Linked DNA regions of Sus scrofa: region 2 is linked to region 1. Evidence: chromatin contacts called from public Hi-C data. All regions are on one chromosome and are shown on one strand. The core of a region is the stretch at or near the end of the contact, and the rest is flanking DNA. Distances in the headings are between cores, read along the strand shown. Region 1 has its middle 33 kb from the start of ATG101. Region 2 has its middle 13 kb from the start of KRT18.

Region 1 (4,114 bases), core at 900-3,399:
ATGACTCCGACTAGTATCCATAAGGATGCAAGTTCGATCCCTGGCCTCACTCAATGGATTAAGGATCTGGCACTGCCGTGAGCTGTGGCGTAAGTCACTGACATGGGTCAGATCTGGTATTGCTGTGGCTGTGGCATAGGCCGGCAGCTACAGCTCTGATTGGACCCCTGGCCTGGGAACCTCCATGTGTCGCGGGTGGCCCTAAAAACCAAAAAAAAAAAAAAGGGTTACAACTAGATAGTTCAAGTTACGGATTTTAGCACTTTTCTATATATGGGAAGATGGAAGGGTCTGGGGTCACCGAAATCATTGCTTTGATATGCCCCTCAGCTACTGGCTGGGGGTACCCTGTGTTTCCACAGCCTGAGGTTGCGCAGGGTGCATCTTCCCTGGGAGTGGCCCCGAGGTGGCAGGTGTTCTCTGTTCCCCTCCTGAGTTGCCGCAGGGTTCAGCTCACCATGGGAGGTGCTGCCGTCGCTGACTGTGGCATCCTTTATTTAGTGATACAGCAGGTAGTGTTGTATTTCTCACTGCCAACCAGGAGACAGCTTGCTGTAGGTCAGTCTCCCTAAAACGTTATTTCTTAGCCGGCAGCTCCAGCTCCGATTCGACCCCTACCCTGGGAATCTCCATATGCTGCGGGTGTGGCCCTAGAAAAGACCCAAAAAAAAAAAGACAAAAAAAACCCCACTTATTTCTTCAGGGATCCCAAGCCTTTTTTTTTTCTTCTTCTTCTTTTTTTTCTTTTTTGGCTATTACACAGCATATGCAATTCCTGGACCAGGGATCCTATCTGAGCTGCAGTCGCAACCTGACAGACAACTGCATAGCGTTCCCGAGCACTGTTAAATTGTCTGGGCTTCTGGAGTTTGGTAAGGAAAGAGAGACCTGACTGGGGCATATGCCTGTGAGGGGCCATCAGGCAGGATATTGGCAACATTCTTTTCTTTAGGAGGGGGTAGGTAAGTGTGGAGGTTCCCTTTCTAATGTGTTAAACTTTGTATATAACTTTTTACAGACATGAAACATTTTCTTTAAAATGCATTAATTCTTGAAACTCAGGAGTTTCCATGGCTCAGTGGTAAGGAACCTGAGTAGTATCCATGAGGATGCAGGGACTATTCGAAGCTGTCTGTCAGAGCATCAGATTTCAGAACTCCTAAAGTCACTTGTATTCACACAGAAAGGGCTTGGGGAGTTCCCACTTTGTGCAACCGGATTCCAACCGGATTGGCAGTGTCTCTGGAGCACTGGGACGCAGGTTCAATCCCCGGCGCAGCACAGTGGGTTAAGGATTTGGCCTTGCCACAGGTGCAACATAGGTCACAACAGCAGCTCAGAGCTGATCCCTGGTCCAGGAACTCCATATGTTGCAGGGTAGTCAAAAAAAAAAAAAAAAAAAAAAAAAAAGAGCAGAGACCAAAGCGATACAGCCACAAGCCAGCAGTTATTATCACTATGCTAAGGCACAGAGAGGTTAAGTGACTCACCCAGGGCCACACAGCTTCTAAGCGGTGGAGCTGAGATCAGTGCCCAAATTACTGCCAGTCCCCTGAATCATTACAGGAGCCTCTCCAATCAGCTAAGGGCTCCCTGCTTTGCTTCTCTAGAAACACTGCTTTGCCTCTTTCTTTCTTTTCATTTTGGGTTTCCCCATGGCATATGGAGGTCCCAGGCCAAGGATCAGATCCAATCCACAGTTGAGACCTATGCCACAGTGGTGGCAACTCTGGATCCTTTAACCCACTGTGCAGGATTGAACCTGCCTCCCAGCGCTGCAGAGACACCACCATCACATTGCACCACAGTGGGAACTCCAACTGCTTCCTTCTTTCTGAGGTCAGCCTTGTAATCACCCTCTTTCTGCCCCAGGTGCTGGGAAACTCGAGTCAACACGGCCACACGGGTACAGCAAGGCAACTATCCCTCGTAGCCACCAGTTTAGTTTCCTTCCTGATCAAGAGGGCCTGGTTTTCTCTTTTACTCCTAGTTTTCTCTCTGTGATCGCCTGCTTCTTTCTAAAGAGAATATGAGAGGCAATGTGTATTAAAGACATAACAGTAAGACCAATGCAAAGAACTAAAATGCTGGGCCCACAGGAAGAAGAGATTGTGCAAGGCTGACCCAGGGGCCACAGATGCTGTGATTAAGCCTCCTGGCAGCCAGGGCGGAAGAGGAAATCTGATCAGTTACTATCTGCAGGAAGCAGCCTCTGTTCTCCATGGGAACCAAGTTTTCCTCCTACGATTAACTCTAGTGGAAATTCCTCACACGGTCCTTGGTAGAGGGAACACTGAGTGAGGTGACCCACTGACTATGTCCTGAAAAGCCACTTTTGCAGCAAAAGGAAAGTGTATTTCATGTGACTATTGGCCAACGCCAAGGGCAGCGCCCTGAGTGACACTTGGGGAGGGAAAGTCTTCCAGGAGAGAGACCAGCGTGGTCCAAGGACAGACTCCCCCATGAAAGGGCCAGAATGCAGGGAGCCAGGCCTGGATGGACAGCTCGGCCCTTCAAAGCTGTGCCCTAAACACCCTCCACTGGCTTTGGTTTGTGAAAAAGGGTTATTTCCCAAGAGCAAGGTCCAGCCCCTCCGTGTCTGCCCTGCTGCTCTGGGCTCAATGCCCTCCCCCCACACAGCTGAGCTTGAGGGGGTAGTTAGATGGTTGGGACCATGGCCTCCTATGTCCTTGCCCAGTGAGGCAGCCTTTCCTCTGCCCTCCATGTCTGCTCTCCCTTCTGTAGCAGCCAAGGAGCCCTGACTGGTCATTGGGCACATGGACGCCCTAGTGTTTCCCAGGACCGGGCAGCTGGGCACAGCCATGCAACTGAGGCAGACCTCATAGATGTGAAAGGGGGTCCTGAGTTCACCCTCCACCCTGGGGCATGCCGTCTCCCCGCCTCGTCCCCTCCCGCTGTGGCTGGAAGCCAGGGGTGATGGTGGTGGCAGGTCAGTTTGGATGGAGCTCTCCCGTCAGCCTGTGGAGACACAAGCCAGAAAAAGTGGGAGACCCGATTCTGTACAGCTGCTGTGCCAGGCCTGGAGTGCTCCTGCCAGGATGAGATGGGGCAGAAAACCGGTTCCATCTGTTTCAGTCACTGTTATTTTGAGTCTCTGATTCGTGGCGCATGGATAGCCCGACTATTACCAGTGAACCCAGGAACTCTATGGAAAAGCCATTATCTTTTGTCCCTGGGTGCTGGGTTCAACCAAGCATCCTCCCCTGAGGCTAGGTTCCTAGCGGAGAGATGGCTGTTCCCAGTAAGGCTTTTCACTCATTGCCTCACCCTTGCAGAAACCCTGCCAGGATGGCACACTGGACCCATTTCACAGAAGGGGAAACTGAGGCTCAGAGACACAACAAAACTTGCCAGAAAGGCTTGGTGGCAGTAGGTGGCGGAGCTCATTCTCAAATCCAGGTCTGTCTGCTCCCCTGAGAGAAAAGAGCATCGTGGAGTTCCCGTCATGGTTCGGGAGTAACAAACAAATCCGACTAGGATCCATCAGGAGGCGGGTTCGATCCCTGGCCTCGCTCCATGGGTCAGGGATCCAGCATTTCCGTGAGCTGTGGTATAGTTCGCAGGCACGACTCGAATCTGATGTTGCTGTGGCTGTGGTGTAGGCCAGTGGCAACAGCTCCAATTTGACCCCTAGCCTGGGAACTTCCATATGCCACGGGTACAGCCCTAAAAAGACAAAAAAAAAAAAAAAAAAAAAGCCAAAAAGAAAAGAGAATCATTCACCGCTGAACCAAATGCAGGCTTGCTATCACTCTTAGCGAGAGAGACATGGCATCTGCAGGCAATGCCTTAGTGGGCCTGCCTGGGGTCGGAGCCCAGATCCTTGAGGTCTGGGTGACAGGTTGTGACAGTCAGTGGGCAGGTCTCACAAAGGGCACTTGGGCTCTGCGACTCTACTGAGGCCTTGTCCCCCAACAACCCACTGGGGGTGGGATGTGACAGGCAGCCCAGGGAAGAAGGGCCCTTGCATGGGCAGTGACCCCAGGCTGCGGTCAGTGGCAGCAATGTTTCAAACCTCTTCTAATTTAGTAGCGTAAGCAGCATCTGGTTTATCGTGTTCACAGAATCCATGGGTCAGGGGGTTGCCAGGGAT
Region 2 (4,114 bases), core at 705-3,204, 780 kb before region 1:
TTTTTTTTTGTTTTTTTTCAGGTACTTGCAAGGCTATCTTAAAGTCTTCACACAGAGGTCAGATGTCAGGAGGGCTGCAAAGATTCCTCCTCTGAGAGGCCAACTCTGGAGCCTTCACTCATTCAGCCCAATTGCTGGCCACCTATTCTGCGCACTGTGCTAGGTGCTGGGGTCACGTCTGAGGACAAAGCAGACCCAAATCCCCAATCTCCTGGAGCTGAGACATGGGTGGAAGTGGGGAGGAATGGAAGGACAGGCACCGCAGGCCTGTACCTCTAGCACAGCAGACGGTGTGGAGCTATAAAGAACTTCATGACTCACCCGAATTAAGATAATCCTTATAACAACACTTAAAGTGGTTAGGGCAGGCCAGATCACCGTCTTACACCTGATAAATGTGTGCTCGAGAAAGCAGTATCTTTATTGCACTCATGAAAAAACTAAGGCCCAGAGGGTGGCAGACTCAAGCTCATGAAAGTAGCGACAGGGCTGGGACAAGGCCTCGGAGTTTACTTATTTAATTTTTTTTTGTCTTTTTAGGGCTGCACCTGAGGCATATGGAGGTTCCAAAGCTAGGGGTCCAATCAGAGCTGTGGCTGCTGCCCTACACCACAGCCACAGCAACGCAGGATCTGAGCCACATCTGTGATCTACACCATAGTTCGCCGCAACGCTGGAGCCTTAACCCACTGAGTGAGGCCAGGGATTGAACTTGTGTCCTCATGGATGCTAGTCAGATGGGTTTCCTCTGAGCCATGACGGGAACTCCTGGATTCGGGGTTTAGAGCTTCCCAACTTTCACTCTTTGACGGGTCACCCAGTCCGAGTGGGGCCAGAGTGTCCCTCAGTTTACCCTGCTTCACCAAGGAGAGGCACCTGGGCCCAGGTGAGGGTAAGGGGACTTGCTGGGTGGCAGTGGGGGTGTCTGGGCACCATTTTATCATTCCCAGTGACCAGTGGGCATAACCAGCTTGTGACAGGCCTTCCAGAGAGGGAAGGCACAGGTGCAGTCGTGGAACCTGGGAAAATGACATAGGGATTCTGGTACTCAACTGCTTATGATAATATCAAGACTTACACAGCACTTAGCACTTACTGTGGGCTAGACTAAAAAGTTAAAAAAAAAAAAAAAGAAAGGCTTTACATGTGGCGTTCCCATCGTGGCTCAGTGGTTAACGAATCCGACTAGGAACCATGAGGTTGCAGGTTCGATCCCTGGCCTTGCTCAGTGGGTTAAGGATCCGGCGTTGCCGTGAGCTGTGGTGTAAGTCGCAGACGCGGCTCGGATCCTGAGTTGCTGTGGCTGTGGCGTAGGCCAGTGGCTACAGCTCCATCCGATTCGACCCCTAGCCTGGGAACCTCCGTATGCCGAGGGAGCAAAAAAGACAAAAAAAAAACCCAAAAAAACCCCACAAAACTTTACATGTGTTAATTCAGGTAACCCCCTCCCCCAGCACGCACTATTAAAGATAAAGTCCCCCTTTTTTTTGCTTTTAAGGGCCGGATCCGAGGCATATGGAAGTTGCCAGGCTAGGGGTCTAACCCGAGCTACAGCCACCAGCCTACACCACAGCCACAGCAACGCAGGATCTGAGCCGCGTCTGCGACCTACACCACAGCTCACCGCAACACCAGATCCTTAACCCACTGAGTGAGGCCAGTGAACCCAAAACCTCATGGTTCCTCCTTAGACCATGGGAACTCCAAGATAAAGTCCTTATTTTAGGAACAAAGATTAAAGATCCTATTTTAGGAACAGGGAAACTAAGGCATTGACAGGTAAAGAACCTGCCCGTGAAGAGTTCTCCTAGGGTTTCAAGCTTCGTAGACCAGCGAGAGGGCTGCTTCTGGGTCCCTGGGTCTTTCTGTCCTATCTCCCTAGGTTTACACCTGCAGAGCGCTGCTCAAACATGACTGCAGCAAGGCCTCCCCCGAGGCCGCAGTGCTCGTGGGCGGGGCTGAGGGGCAAAAAGGAACTGGAAGAACAAAAGGAAGCTTTGTGTCGGGGTGGGAGTCCCCTTAGAGCCGCAGCCAAGGTGGGAACGCAGGGGGGTGCAGGGAGGGACGGAGAGAAGGCGTCAGAGCCCAGGACTGCGAGGATCGCGGGGTATGGGGACTGGTGGGCGGCGAGAGGGACCCTAGATTTTAAAAATTCTTAAAGGACTCTCTGGAGCGGGAGGGGGCGGGTAGCCGTTTCTTGGCTCGGCCGGACCCTACTTTCGGCTCCTTTCCCGAGCAATCCGCGTGGGGAAGCCGCATTCCGGCGGCCCGCTGCCTTTTGTCTTCTCTGCCTTCCCCGGGGCCCTGGTGCCCTTCACCCCGAGTAGAGTCAGCGGCGGGCGCCTGGGTGTCCCCAGCTCCGAGGGCTCAGGGCTGTCCGCCTGTCCCATGGCCCCAGCCCAGTCTGGGTTCGCACCCCTGGGCTGGGCTTCCCGCGCCCTCTGACCGCCACTTCCCCAACGTCCCCCAGCTGGGAGAGTCGCCTGGTTTCCAGTTTGTCCTGGGATTCCTGGGAGCACAGGGTGATTCCCGGAGCACCTGCAACCAACCTGAGTCTCCTAAGCTAAGATGGGGGAGCATTCTCCTAACACTCAAGGGAAAAATCTTGGGTGTACGTGTGTGGCCCGCCCTATAAATTTAGGGTAAAGATTGACTATTAAAAAGCAAACTTGGAGTTCCCATTGTGGCTCAGCAGTTAACAAATCCGACTAGGAACCAAGAGGTTGAGGGTTCGATCCCTGGCCTTGCTTAGTGGATTAAGGATCCGGTGTTGCTGTGAGCTGTGGTGTAGGCCAGGGGCTACAGCTCTGATTCGACCCCTAGCCTGGGAACCTCCATATGCCGCGGGAGCGGCCCTAGGAAAGGCAAAAAGGCAAAAAGACAAAAAAAAAAAAAAAGCCCCCAAAACCAAAAAAACAACCTTAGGAGTTCCCGATGTGGCTCAGCAGTAATGAACCCGACTATTTTATCCATGAGGACGTGAGTTTGAACTCTGCTTCGTGGGTTTGAACTCTGCTTCGTGGGTTAAGGGGGTCCATCCAGCTTTGCTGTGGCTGTGGTGTAGCTGCAGCTTTGATACCATCCCTAGCCTGGGTGAATTTCATATGCCACAGGTGCAGCCCTAAAAAGCAAAAAATAAAATAAAAAGCAACCTTAAATACCTTTGTTTTTTGGAAAAAAATAAATGCAAAACCTTTTATATACCCATTTTTTTTAAATTAAACCTTTCGACATAATTGTAGACACATGGAGCTGTCAGAAATAACACAGAGAAATCCCATGTACTCTTCACCCAGTTTCCCCCAAGGGTAGCATCTTGCAAAACTATCGTACTTTGTCACAAACAAGATGTTGACATTGATAATGTGAAGACACAAGACGTTTCCATCACTACAAGGATCTCAGGTGTTGTCCTTGTATGGCCACACTCATTTCCCTCTGGCCCCATTTCCTCCTTAATACCCCCCAGGCGCAGGGGGTGGGGGGCACTCGCTAAGCTGTTCTCCATTTCTGCAATTGTGTCATTTCAAGAATGGAAACCTACAACGTGTAACCTTTTGGAACGGGCTTTTCTCACTTAGCATAATTCCCTGAAGACTCATCTGAGCTGTTGCAAATATCTTCTTTAGAGCTGAGAATTATCCCACCATATAGATGTGGTACCCCAGTTTAACCATTCACCTGAGAAGGACATCTGTATTGTCTCTAGTTTTTAGCTATTTTAAGACTTGTGTGAAGATAAAGTTTTTATTTCTTTAAGATCAATGCCCAGGAGTGCAAATGCTGAGTTGTAAGCTTAAATTTTTTTTTTTTTTTTTTTTTGCTTTTTAGGGCTGCACACGTGGCATGTTGAAGTTCCCAGGCCTGGAGTCAAGTTTTAGCTGTAGCTGCCAGCCTACACCACAGCCACAGCAATGCCCGATCTGAGTCATGTCTGTGACCTACACCACAGCTCACGGCATTGCCAGATCCTTAACCCACTGGGCGAGGCCAGGGAGCAAACCTGCGTCCTCACGGATGCTAGTCAAATTCGTTTCCACTGAGCCACAAAGGGAACTCCTAAGCTTAGATTTTTAAGGAACTCACCCAATTGTATTTCAGAGTGGCTGTGCCA

Evidence for each region. Hi-C and Micro-C count contacts between places; a contact is called where the count stands out from the background.
Region 2: a contact with region 1 is called in a Hi-C map of retroperitoneal adipose tissue, with 2.6 times the contacts expected there. A contact is called at or near these places in 5 of 47 Hi-C or Micro-C datasets (alveolar macrophages, embryonic fibroblasts, mesenchymal stem cells and 2 more).

What each region holds. Positions count from the first base shown.
Region 1 is chr5:17,449,391-17,453,504 of Sscrofa11.1, reverse strand. No RefSeq gene overlaps it. Among named protein-coding and RNA genes, the nearest start is that of ATG101, 33 kb to the right of the region's middle.
Region 2 is chr5:18,228,476-18,232,589 of Sscrofa11.1, reverse strand. No RefSeq gene overlaps it. Among named protein-coding and RNA genes, the nearest start is that of KRT18, 13 kb to the right of the region's middle.